3 separate regions of the Sus scrofa genome follow, and all the other regions are linked to region 2. The links are chromatin contacts, called in public HiChIP or PLAC-seq maps. All regions are on one chromosome and are shown on one strand. Each heading gives the region's core, a stretch centred on a gene start, on an enhancer-like site or on the middle of the called end of the contact. The rest is flanking DNA. Distances are from core to core; before and after follow the strand shown. Region 1 overlaps LOC106505836 (a long non-coding RNA gene). Region 2 has its middle 65 kb from the start of NRIP1. Region 3 overlaps LOC106505836 (a long non-coding RNA gene).

Region 1 (3,908 bases), core at 379-2,878, 350 kb before region 2:
TGCAAAACTTTATCAGAATGTCAGGAACCATGTTGTAAAAATCCTTTGGTATTCACACACCTTTCTGTATCTCTCAATTCCTAGAACTACACTCAGAACTCTTCCCATCCTCAATTCAGGTGTGGGCTCCAGGATTATTTTTTCACTCCTCTCTTGCCTTCTTAGATGTGTTCTTTCTCTCCATTATCTTTTCTCTCCCTTCATTCTGTTTCTAGTTATTTCTAATTCTTAATTATTTTGATCCATTATCACTATGGACATAGCAGATGGTTCTTAAGTATTTCTTGTGAAGGGGAGGAAGACATGCTGCAAATACTCATACATAAATCATTTTATCTTTGTTAAACAGGAGAAATGTGATTAGAGACTATTATCTCACAGTAGTCATAGGGATAGGCGGGGGGATGAATGTGAAAGTAGTATTGGAAGTAGAGTGAGAGAAATTGGGTCTCAGGTGTGGAATGAAAGAAGTAGGATTCTGAGGCGGAAAAAGTGGAGCTTGTCTAGAAATACTCTCCATATTTCTAGCTAGGATATGGGATCATTGTTGGGGTACTTTTGATTAAGCAAGAGATGCCATAGAAGAGAAGAGTTAGAAGATACATAGTAAATTCAGCTTTGTAAAGGCTGATTTTAAAAGTGTTTCAGGTTACCCATGAGGGCTTTCCAGGGACAAATGGAGAAATGAGGCTGTGCCTTTGAAGAAGAATACACTTGTAATTCATCATCTTAAAGGTGATAGTTCAACTAGAGAATAGGGTTCAGAGGCCTGAGGGAAAATGCAAGATGAAGAATAAGATAGAAGAGTTTTCCAAAAGTCTACAAAAGTTGGACCAGAGAAGTAGGTGGGGGAAAAAGCAGGTGAAGGGGGAAAATGCTTCATATTGAAAGTGCCAAACATTACAGAGAAGTTGAGAACCATACGCGCTAAGAATTGGAAGTAGCAAAAGTAGGCTTAATAATTGTCCAATGCATTTGACCCCATGAAAAAGCCATTTCAGTGGCGATGAAGACTGCAGGCTGATTAGTAACAGGGGTATTAACTACTCTTTCAATACTTTTGCCTGTGAGGAAAGAATTTGAGTTGCAATGGGAATCCAGAAGTAGGCAGATCTTGGGTCTTAGTAAAAGGGGCTGTGTGATGAGGAGGCTTTTTCCAAGAGGGTGAAAAGGGGAGTCATCCTAAGGGAGCACCACGTTTAAGGTTAGGTTGAGGGGGACCTGGGTGAAATGCTTGAATGAAAAGGGACATTTATTTACAGTAGCATATGGATTCCATAGGGCACTGAGGAAAGAAGTTACTATGATTCTCCAGCCATATGTGCCAGGAACTGTGCAGTGGTGAGGAAAGAAGGCATTGTTCCTGCCTCCAAGAAGCTAATGGCCCAGTAGCGATACTCATCTAGTTAACAAAATATTTAACAAGAGCCTACTATATGCTAGGAGACACTGTTCCAGGCACTGAAAATACAGTGGAGGGCACAAAACAAAGTCTAGGCCCTCAGAGAGACTGTAATCCAGTAGAGGCAGACATGCAAACAAATTCTTTCACCATTTAGAGAGCTGTGATAGCTGCCTTGCCCCATAGAATTACGTTCCTCTGGTTTTTCTTCTATTAAGCAACAATGGAAAGACTTGTCAATTCTACGGGGCAAGGCAGCTAGGAGGAAGCAGGTGAAGATTCTCCTTTGCAAAGCAGGGGATAATGACTGAGATGAGTCTTGAAAGATGAATGGGTATTCACCACATGGACTGTGCAGGGAGAAGGCAGGAGAGGTGGAGGGAGCCATGTGAGCAAAGGCCAGGAGTTTGACAGGAAAATGGAATGAGGATGGCAAGATGACTCATAGCAGAGGAACAAAGAGTAGGGTGGGGACCAGGATGTGAGAGGACAGAGGACTGTTGGAGCGTGCATTTTGGGTGGAGGCCAAAGGTGGCAGGAATGAAAAGCTTTGAGGGATTAAGTGGTCCCAAGGTTCTGAAAGACTCTGGCTTAGAGTGCTGTTCACTCTGGCACAGAGAGAGTCAGGACTGGTGCTACTGTCAGCGGCCCAGCCTGGTCAGCAGGCTTGGTCAGGTTTCCAAAATGGAAAAGTGCTCTGTGCTTCTGTGAAGCTCGGCCTCGCCAGGCTGGAAGAATGGCGGTGATGTGGCATCTTAGGCAGGATGGGAGCATGTGGAAAGTGAAAGATTCCATGAGGTCTCCTGGCTGCACAGTTATGTAGAGGCATCCAGACAGATATTCTCACAGGGCCTCTGGCTGGCCACGGGAACACAGGAAACAAACGGAGTCTTATTTCTCTGTGAGGTCCAGTTCTTGCCCCAAAGGAAGGGAATCAGAATCAAGGAGCCTTAGGTCCTTGTCAGCACTGACATTCTAAGAATCTACTTGTGAGCAAAACCTCTTGAGGTAAAGTGTGCACTCATTTTTTTGTAATCTGACTTTGGAACAACTCTTTTCTCCCACACAAAACAACACGACTTTTTAGTAAAGGAGTCAACACATAATAGAAGTGCAGTCAATATGCGATCAGTTGAATCATTTCATACTCGTGGGAAATTTTTATTTTTCACGTTAAAAAGTAATTGGTTGTTCTAAGTGAGCTCTGGGTGCAAATAATACAAACCGAATTTGTGTTATCATTTTGCGCTCTTGATGTTTCACATTGGTTGCCTAAGGACAAATGCTTCCAAGCTCCTATTTCTTTCTGGTTTTTCAGCTAGTAAATCGGCATGCAAATTAACCTACACCTAAAGATCTGGATTCTGAAGGCAGGAGGGCTGGGGATAAATAAATATTTTTATAAAGTTTTTTAAATTTAAGAATATGTACTATCTTGAAATCTATCATTATTTTGTTCAAATCAGTATTGGTGTAGCCATGGAAACTTGGGAGATGAAGGTAAACATCAGTCAAATGAAATAGTTTGAATTTATCTGCACTTGTGCCGGGAATCTCTGAGTCTTGGAAGACTGTCTTCCGGCCATTTTCTCATCTTTATAATAAGTTTTAACTGATTTTCTCCTTCTATGGTTCCAGCATTCCTTTGACCCAGTCTGATTCCCCTTTTATTAATGTTTACCCTCATTCCTACTGTGAGTCTGCTATGATTTCCTTCATATGTTTTTCAGTCCTTTGCAGATAAGACCCATGGTGACCCCAAATGAACTCAAACCCTGACTCATGGAGGCTCCTTGGACACTCCTCTCTTAGAGAAAACTCGGCTCCTGCTCCTTGATTGCCCTGCCATTTGTCATTATCCGTTGTTTACCGTCTTTGAGCCAGTTTTCAATCCCTGCGACAGCACTTCTGTCCAAATCAATTTGTATTAATTTTTTCCAAGTCAGATTTCGCAAGGCGCTGCATCCAATGGATTCCAGAGGTCCAGGCATATTACATTTACAGGTTCCCTTCACCCAGTGGCTTTGTAATTAGATTTTTTTATAAGTGGGGGTGGGAAGGCGATCGAGTTTCGCTGGCGTGATGGTCCAGGGCTGTCTCACCACCTAGTGAAAATTCATGTGTGGAGCTATTGACGCAGGCGCGAGTTTAATACCCGTGATAAAGTGGGGGATTTTAAAAAATGGAACTGAAATGCCAGCTGCTCCTCACATTCCTCGCACCATATTGTCTAATGAAGCGGCCCCTTTTTTCAGCACCTCCGGCCTGGAGTCTCTGCGTCATTTTCTGATCCTCTTTTATCCTTTGATCAACATTTGATCTGTGGAAGGAAGCCAAATTGTGAAAGTCCATCAGCCTCCCGCTCCCCTTCCGCGCTCTGTTATCAACGCTCTCGTGGCCCTGGACTCATTTCCAACCAGCTGTACCTCTGCAGTTCTTTGTTCGGTGGTATAAGGTGGCCCCTCGACTGTTTCAAAACTGTTTTAAAATCAGCTGGTCAAGTCGA
Region 2 (4,212 bases), core at 1,060-3,559:
AGGGCAGGGGTCTACATTTTCCACAGCAGGCCAAGTTGAGGGCTAGAAAGATGGCTTTCTGGATTCTCCTTAAGGATATCATTTAAGCCCAGTGGTCACTGAGATTCAGAGTGCTTTAGCGATTGATCATCCATGCTTGATAACATTCAGATTTTCTTCCTGGGTTCTATTTGCAGAGAGAATGATATATCTCAAACTGACAAAGTTCCCCTAAGAACTGGACAAATGAAGGATGCAAACAGGGCTTGGTGAGCCAGGCATTTTGATTAAACCTGGGGTCTGAGAACTGGCAGAAGGTCCACGTCTGACTGATGGCAGAAAGGGCCTAGGGCCTCCATATTAAATGGTGAACTAGGGACCATAAAAGAGATAATATAGTGAAGATTTTCAGCCATCAATTTATTCCACAAATGGATAGGGCATTTTATACGTGGAGAGAGGGGCACTGATGGTTATCCGAATATCACTAACGTGTCCCACAGAACCTACTTGGAATAATTTTTTACTATTAATTTCACCAAGAGTGCTGATATGCTTTATATATATGATAAAGCTAATTTCTAATTTTTACATTTAGTAGAAATGAGGTTTTTTAACATTAGCAAAATCAGAATCTTATTAAATTTTAGGAGTGGATATAACTTTTAAAACCCTTCGGTTCTTTTTCTGGGTTCTGTTTGGTGATTAAAATGTTCTCATTTCAGTCTTCTTAGATTGGATTTATCATGCTTATAGTTTTTCTTAGACATATTTCGATTGTTTTCCAAAACTAGAATTTTTACAAGTTGTTTCATACATTCATTTTTATATTAACTCTTATAAAGAACGCTAATGGTTTCTATTTTCCTGATCAACAAGGAATTATTGAGGGAAATAATGGCCATTACTTATGAAGCATTTACTATATATGCCTGGTCTTGGATTAAGCTGCATGAACCGTGTCACTTCATTCTTAAAAGAACAGCATACATTAGGCATACTGGTATTATTTGCATTTTATAGATGAGGAAACAGAGGCTTAAAAATTTAGGTCAGAAGTTCCCTGGTGGCTCAACTCAGGTTGCTGCTGTGGCCCGGGGTTCAGTCTCTGGTCCGGGAACTTCCACATGCTATAGGCGTGGTCAAAAACAAATTAGGCCACTGATGCCACACAGCTAATAAATGACACAGCTGTCATTAAAACCCACGTCTTACTGATTCCAAACCCACTCTCTTGACTGCAACTTTAGCCTGTTTCGTAATTGATTCTTAAATTTCTAGTTCTATGACCTTCACTGTGTCTAGTTAAGCCATCACAAACCATGTGCCATTACTCTCTGCTCAAACATCTTCCGCCGACATGTTGGCGTATGTATACATATACAGATATATGTATATTTGATCAAATTGGAAACACTGAAGATCATGATGCCCTACATCTCATGCCTTAAATAGGCTTAAGGAGCCTCTGCATAAGGGTTTCAACTTTAATGACTGCAATGTCCTCTCAAAAAGAGATGACCTTACTAAAGGTCACTTCTGGGTAAATAAAACTCTGCTGCTGTTGACTTTTGATTCATCATCACACTGATATTTAGTGTCAGTCCAGTGTGCTGGATGAAGCAGCAGTCTTGAGCTCTTATAAAGGGAAACAGGTGGCTGGTCACATTGGACATATTCCCTTTGGCAGAGGTGGGGAAACTGCAACTAGTATTTAGCATTTTAATTGAAGTTGGCATTTGCAGAACCACTTTTCTCTTTAAAATTCTTTTCAAATGAGAGACAACCAAAATAGAAAGTATTATAACTCCTTCCTGTGTCATGTACATTTAGCTCCTTCAGAAGACGAGACTTCCCTTTGCTTTGACTCGAACAGCATTCGCGTGCTCCCAAGCTGATATTCAGTTGCCAAAACTAATACACGCAGGTGTTTAGCGTATCAGGGAGAGTAAATGTTTTTGTCAACTTTTTAAACAACTTCCCCCACAATCGCCAATGCTCTCCAAATAGAATCTGCTGACTTCAATGGCAGGGTCAGTGTTCCAGAGTGACTCACTGCCCCGGAGAGAACAAACAAGCTCAACAAAGGCTACTTGAAGATGTAAATGCCCTTTCCTTATTGCTGGTGAAAGCTAGGGTTTTCACAAAATAGAACTTAAAAGCCTGTGGGTGGGGGTTTTTGCTGTCTCAGATATCCCAGGGCCTCAAGAAATACACCCTCTAACAACTGTTTCCCTCCCCTACCTCTCCCAACTCCTAGAGTGCACCAGATGCATTCAGTTCCTCAGTGAAAATACTCCTGAACCTGATCCAGACCAGCCCTAACCCACGCCACTTCCCAGAAGCTAGCCTTGCCAAGGTCTCCAGTAACACGCTCACTGCCAAAACCAGATGGCATTTCTCCATCTTGATGCTCCTTGACTTATGTACAGAATTTGACACTGCTGATAACCAATTACACAACTCTCTCTCCTTGGCTTCTGAGCCTCTTTCCTCATTTAGTCTGACTCTCACCTCATCTACTTTAGAGACCCTTCACCACCACCCCTTCCAAATTAGCTTTTTCATGTTGGTTGCTTCACCAATGGCAGGGGCCATGCTTAATTCGTGTTAGAACCCCAGTGCCTAGATAGCGCTTGCAAAATAACATGACCTCAAAAAAATATTTGTTGAATGAATACATATATCTAATAAAACCATATCTGTGTTCACCTCTGTTCTCCACATTGCTTCTGTCTGCAAGACAAGTTCCATAACAATTCATATTAAATGGAAATTTATCATCTGTCTTTCACTTTGCCCACATCTAACATCCATGTATCAGTAAAGAACACTGATAAATAAGAAAGCTCCCAAATAAAACACCTCACTGGCTCTTGGTTGTTTTTCGATTTCTATTTCCAGTTCCTAATTAAAGCTGCTTTTTCAGTCATGACATTTTCTGAATCTGATTTGTCTTCTTTTCAACTCTTCTGAAGGATTTTTTATAGAATAAACAAGAAAAAGCACTCTGTGTTCAATTGGCATTTTGTATAGTAACTATTTGCTGTAATGTATTACAAAGAGCAGCCAATTAATATTTGTTGAGTGATAGCCACACAAATAACTGGATTATGTGAACTGTTTCTCAATTTGATCATTAATGCAGTCCAGACACATGAATTAGTGGTTCCATGTATGTTTATTTCAGTCATTTTAATGACCAAATCGTATTATCTCAGAGGTGATATTGTCCAAATAATGCACTGTGTTGTTTCAGTGAAAAATAAGAACTTAACTCTATTAAGTTTGTTTTATGGTTTACAGGTGATCCTTTATTTTTTTTTTGGATAATCATAGACTCATCTCCCCAGAATACCTCTTCTGCCAAACTTATCTTTTTCACCTGTCGGTTTATGTGTGCCAGACTTCTCTGAGGCCATATGATTTTTTTTAAACTTATCTGATAGATCATATGTAAGATCCTCTTGCTCAGCTGCAAACTCTTTCATCCTAATTTTTTAAATGCCTTACTGGTCATTTTTCTCTCTTCTTTTATACCCTCTGATCTAACCGCATCTTGTGTCTTCTCACTACCCTCTTCCTTTGATCATTTTACTTCATATGTTCCATTTGGATGGATAGATGGATAGATAGATAAATAGATAGATAGATAAAATCGCTTCTTGTAGACATTAAAGGATTGTTTGATATAACCTGCTAGCACCAAGAACTTACTTCCTAATAACAGATATTGTCTTTTTATTCTCTCTTGATAAGCATGTCTCTTCCATATTTGTAGCAAATCGAATACATTTATATTTGAATATCATTTTATATGTGGTTTGCCAAGCTATCTCTCCTTATACATTTCTCTGTTTTGGGTTTTTTTTTTTTTTTGGTCTTTTGTCTTTTCAGGGTCACACTTGAGGCATATGGAGTCTAATTGGAGCTACAGCTGCCAGCCTATGCCAGAGCCACAGCAATGCCAGATCCAAGCTGTATCTGTGACCTACACCACAGCTCACAGCAATGCCAGATCCTTAACCCACTGAGTGAGGCCAGGAATTGAACCCACAAACTCATGGTTCCTAGTCAGATTTGTTTCTGCTGTGCCACGACGGGAACTCCTGTTTCTCTGTTTTATTATCATCAGTTTCTGATTGTAAGCTCCTAAAAGGAAGAATTGATATTTATTAAATATAGCCTAAACAGTTTCCAGCACTCTAATATGAGAATATAAGCAAGTAAAGG
Region 3 (4,281 bases), core at 1,604-4,103, 330 kb before region 2:
GATGCCCTGGAATCTTAATAATAGCTAAACAACATGTAAAATATTGTATCCAATAACTCCTGAACATAGGAGCCATCTTTAGTTTTATTTCTCCTGGAAGCAAGAAACCCATGTTGCTTTCACAACATTCTAAACTCATGAGTGACTCTGAAGTATGTCTACTATCTATCTATCCATCTATCTAGGCAGTTCTGTCCTTGGCTAAAGTACAATCCCGTGTGGAAGTGTAGAATTCAGCTTGTTGGGCCAAAGTTGGCCATATGTAAAGATGCTGTCTTGAAAACATCAAAAAGAGTTGTAAGAGCATACCCAGAACAATATATGCCATTGTCACCTTTTAAGTAAGAACCATCTGTGAACCATGAGAAGTCAGCATTACTCAAAAAATTTTTCTGTATGTCATCATGAGGAGTCAGGTGGCAGTCCATCAGCATTAAGCAGTTATGAGGACTTTGTTGGTGACAGAGGGGAGCAGTGTAGAAGGGTTAATGTTATTAGAACTTAAAAGAATTATGTGAGAAACAGTTAACAAAAGGACTTCATGGGAGTTGAGGTGGCGGACCAAGAAATGTTGAGGGTGATGAGAACTCAGGAGATCTACTGCATAAGGTACAACAATGGAATAAGAGGATCCTGTAATGATTTTCTCAGTGGCCTTAACTAAAAAGATAGTGCTGTAATGGCTATAAGGCAACAGAGTGTATCCCCATGCCACATGGCCCAATATTTGGTTATAACACCCTGTGGATTGATGGTGCTCCCCATGGTTTTGGGTGAGTAGGCTAATGACATTCCCTTTCTTTTCATATACAAACAGGAAAAAAGGGAATTTGATAACTGGGATGTGTGAGGACAGCTAAGTTCATCAAACTCTCCTTTAAAGCCTTTAAGTCTATGTCATCCTGTCCTTCCCATAAAATTTGATCTAGATCGTTATTGCTTAGTAAAACATAAAGAAGTATGTCCATAAGAGAGAAATTTGGAAGCCGATTTCGTCAGTAACCAACTAGCTTGAGAAAACCTCAAGCTGGCACTGAGGTTTGGGTTTTGGGAAACTCGGGACACCACAAAGTCTATCTGGATCAAAATAGCCCTTATTCTAATATCAGATACTCCAAATAGCAAAGCTGGGTTTAGGTAAATTGCAATTTTTCCTTGGTGATTTATGTTCCTTTGAGGCTAAAAGCCTTAGCAAATGGATGCTCTCATCCTATAAGGAGGCTTGAAGAGGTGAGCAAAGAAGTAAATTATTCACAAAGTTCAACAAAGCAGAACTTCTAAGGAACTTTATATCATCCAGATCAGCCTTGTGGATTTGGGAGAAACACCAAGGACTATAAGGAAAACCCTGAAGCATTACAGTCCAAGTAATTTGTTTTTCTTCTCAAAGGAAGGCAAAAAAGGTATTGGCTAAACTTTATCAACTGGAATACTAAAGAATGCACTGCATAAAGCAATTGCAGGAAAGAATATGCTTCCAGGGGAATGGATGTTTTGAACAATAATAAGGTGTTGAGGGATAACAATGCTGTTTATTTCTCAGAGGTCCTGAACAAACCTCCGCCCTCAGCCCTTTGGTTTTCTCACTGGTAGATGGGAGTATTACAGGGGCTAGTATAAGACAAAACGAGGCTTTGAGCCCTATAATCTTCTACTATGGGCTTTTGGCCTTGAAGGGCTTCTTTATTTATAGGGTATTGATTAATTCTGGGAAGAGGTTTTGAGGGATCTATTTAAGTCTTGATGGGAAGTGCACTGTGAATTTTATCAATATCAGTTGGATATTTTGCCCATAAGGAGGGTGGTAGCTGATTCAACAGAGACAAATGATCAGTATTTCCAGAATCAGGTCCTGTACTGTGAGAAAAGATGTCAAAGTGTCTTTTCATTCACCTAGCAGGTTGCTTTGATGGCTACTTTCAATTCTAGAATTATTTCCCTCTTTTGGAGGAAAGAAATTTCAGCATGAGAAGTCTTGGCTTAAGAAATGGGTAGCAGCAGAGGAACTAAGGAGAAGTGGGTGTCTGTCTCTCAAAGAGCCTAAACAAAAGGGAATATTTTCAGAGACAGGAACCTCCTGAGGCTCATTAGAAATTCCCACTAGAAGTTCTCGTCGTGGCACAGCGGAAACGAATCCGACTAGGAACCATGATCTTGTGGGTTTGATCCTTGGCCTTGCTAGTGGGTTAAGGATCTGGTGTTGCTGTGACCTGTGGTGTAGTTTGCCAGTTTGCAGACATGGTCGGATCGGGCATTGCAGTGGCTATTGTGTAGGCTGGCAGCTGTAGCTCTGATTAGACCCTTGGCCTGGGAATCTCCATATGCTGCTGCGGGTGTGGCCCTGAAAAAGACAAAAGACGAAAAAAAATAAAAATATAAATTCCCAATATTTGAACTGCATTACTACTCTGAGGCAGGCAGGCACTCAGAGCAGTGGGGTTGAGCACTGAGAGTGTGGCTCCGATGTTAAGTAGGACTGAAAGAGATTCATCTCCAGTCTGGAGAAAGGTTGCTTCAAGCTGACTAAGAGGGGTGATTGGGAAGAGCCCCTGTAGTTCCTCAGAGATTCACCATTGAGAATTGGGTTTCCATATAGGCCACCAAAATATCGACCTAAAACAAATGCATTGCTGGATATTTCTGCAGCAAAGTTTATTCAGGATCAGCAGAGAGTTGCAATTTGGAATATGCAACCATGGCAAGCATGCTAAAGTTTCATATGGCAAGGGAAAGAGAACACTTTTCCAGAGAGAAAAAGGAAGTCAGGAGGATGGTAGTAAACAAAGAGTCCATAGCTTTTCATTGGCCTAGTCTTTGCCAGGAAAGAAGGGTTTTTTCCTTTGGGCTCTGCTATCTTCGCAGGGCATGAGAGCTCCCCCTGCTGGCCTCCCTATTCTATTTAATTGGGGCTTCTGTTTATTAATTTTTATGTGTATGTTAAACACACTTTTAATTTACAGTATTTTCAACTTATAATAGGTTTATTGGAATGTGAATTTAAATTGAGAAAGATCTATAATTTAGTCCTTACAACAAACCAATGAGACTGATACTATTATTAGACCAATTTTACAGACAGGAAACCAAGGTCATACAACTATTAAGTGACTGAGTCAGAGCTCCATCCTGGCGATTGAGCAAATGGAGCCCATGACTGTATCTGGTATACTGTCCTGCCTCTCAAATAGTTACTTAGTAGCTCAAAATGATCCTCTCTTATAATTTATTATTTGTATTTGTATTAAATATCATTAGCTGAAACTTTATAAAGACATCTTGTTCTAATATATTTTATTTTATTTTATTTACCCAATACATTTTTTTTTCCTGCTGTACAGCATGGTGACCCAGTTACACATACATATACACATTCTTTTTTCTCACATTATCATGCTCCCAGTGCTATACAGCAGGATCTCATTGCTAACCCATTCCAAAGGCAATAGTCTGCATGCATTAACCCCAAGCTCCCCATCCATCTCACTCCCTCCCCCTCCCCCTCAGCAACCACAAAAAGACATCTAATCCCTGTTTTAAGAAAAATTTTAGCTGGTGGATTATCTATAGATTGGATTTATAAAATAATTTAAATAACTTTTAAAAGCACTGAAATTGATAATTCATAATTTTTGTTTGTTTATTTGTCTTTTTAGAGTTGTACCCATGGCATATAGAGATTCCCAGGCTAGGGGTCGAATCAGAGCTATGGGCGCTGGCCTATGCCACAGCCACAGCGATGCCAGATCCAGCCACATCTGCAGCCTACACCACAGCTCACAGCAATGCTGGATCCTTAACCCACTGAGCAAGGCCAAGGATTGAACCTGCATCCTCATGGATGCTAGTCAGATTCGTTTCCACTGAGCTATGATGGGAACTCTCAGTAATTCCTAATGTATATTGTCCTCCTTGGAGTGGTTACCTTAGGTGGTCTTATATTTACTGCAGACATGCTATCATTGCTCAAAATATTTTTACATTCCCTTTTTGAATTGTCTTGGAAAACAGGGCATTTTTTGAAGTCTATAATGGCATAAACTGAATCTTTTAAATGTGGATTTGAATGTTGTAAATAAGTAAAGACCAAGTTAACCAAAATAAGGTATAAATCCAAACAAGAATGAATGTTTTTGTTTGTTTCGTTTTGCTTTTTATAGGGCCACATATATAGCATATGGAAGTTTCCAGGCTAGGGGTCAAATTGGAGCTACAGCTGATGGCCTACACCACAGCCACAGCAATGCAGAATCTGAGCCATATCTGTGACCTACAGCAGAGCTC

Evidence for each region. HiChIP or PLAC-seq counts read pairs in DNA pulled down with a chosen protein or histone mark.
Region 1: an H3K27ac HiChIP or PLAC-seq map of alveolar macrophages shows a contact between it and region 2. The contact joins two enhancer-like sites. A contact is called at or near these places in 1 of 47 Hi-C or Micro-C datasets (skeletal muscle) and 2 of 2 datasets of contacts at active chromatin or transcription factors (alveolar macrophages and skeletal muscle).
Region 3: a contact with region 2 is called in an H3K27ac HiChIP or PLAC-seq map of alveolar macrophages. The contact joins two enhancer-like sites. A contact is called at or near these places in 2 of 2 datasets of contacts at active chromatin or transcription factors (alveolar macrophages and skeletal muscle).

What each region holds. Positions count from the first base shown.
Region 1 is chr13:180,332,706-180,336,613 of Sscrofa11.1, reverse strand. The region is part of intron 3 of LOC106505836 (a long non-coding RNA gene); the gene reads right to left. Among named protein-coding and RNA genes, the nearest start is that of USP25, 240 kb to the left of the region's middle. Within about 2 kb of position 1,628, at least 3 of the 83 cell types and tissues checked have an H3K27ac peak or open chromatin away from gene starts, as enhancers often do. A contact at or near this core is called in alveolar macrophages, where this site is marked.
Region 2 is chr13:179,978,783-179,982,994 of Sscrofa11.1, reverse strand. No RefSeq gene overlaps it. Among named protein-coding and RNA genes, the nearest start is that of NRIP1, 65 kb to the right of the region's middle. Within about 2 kb of position 2,309, at least 33 of the 83 cell types and tissues checked have an H3K27ac peak or open chromatin away from gene starts, as enhancers often do. A contact at or near this core is called in alveolar macrophages, where this site is marked.
Region 3 is chr13:180,306,188-180,310,468 of Sscrofa11.1, reverse strand. All of the region lies in intron 1 of LOC106505836 (a long non-coding RNA gene), which reads right to left. Among named protein-coding and RNA genes, the nearest start is that of USP25, 260 kb to the left of the region's middle. Within about 2 kb of position 2,853, at least 3 of the 83 cell types and tissues checked have an H3K27ac peak or open chromatin away from gene starts, as enhancers often do. A contact at or near this core is called in alveolar macrophages, where this site is marked.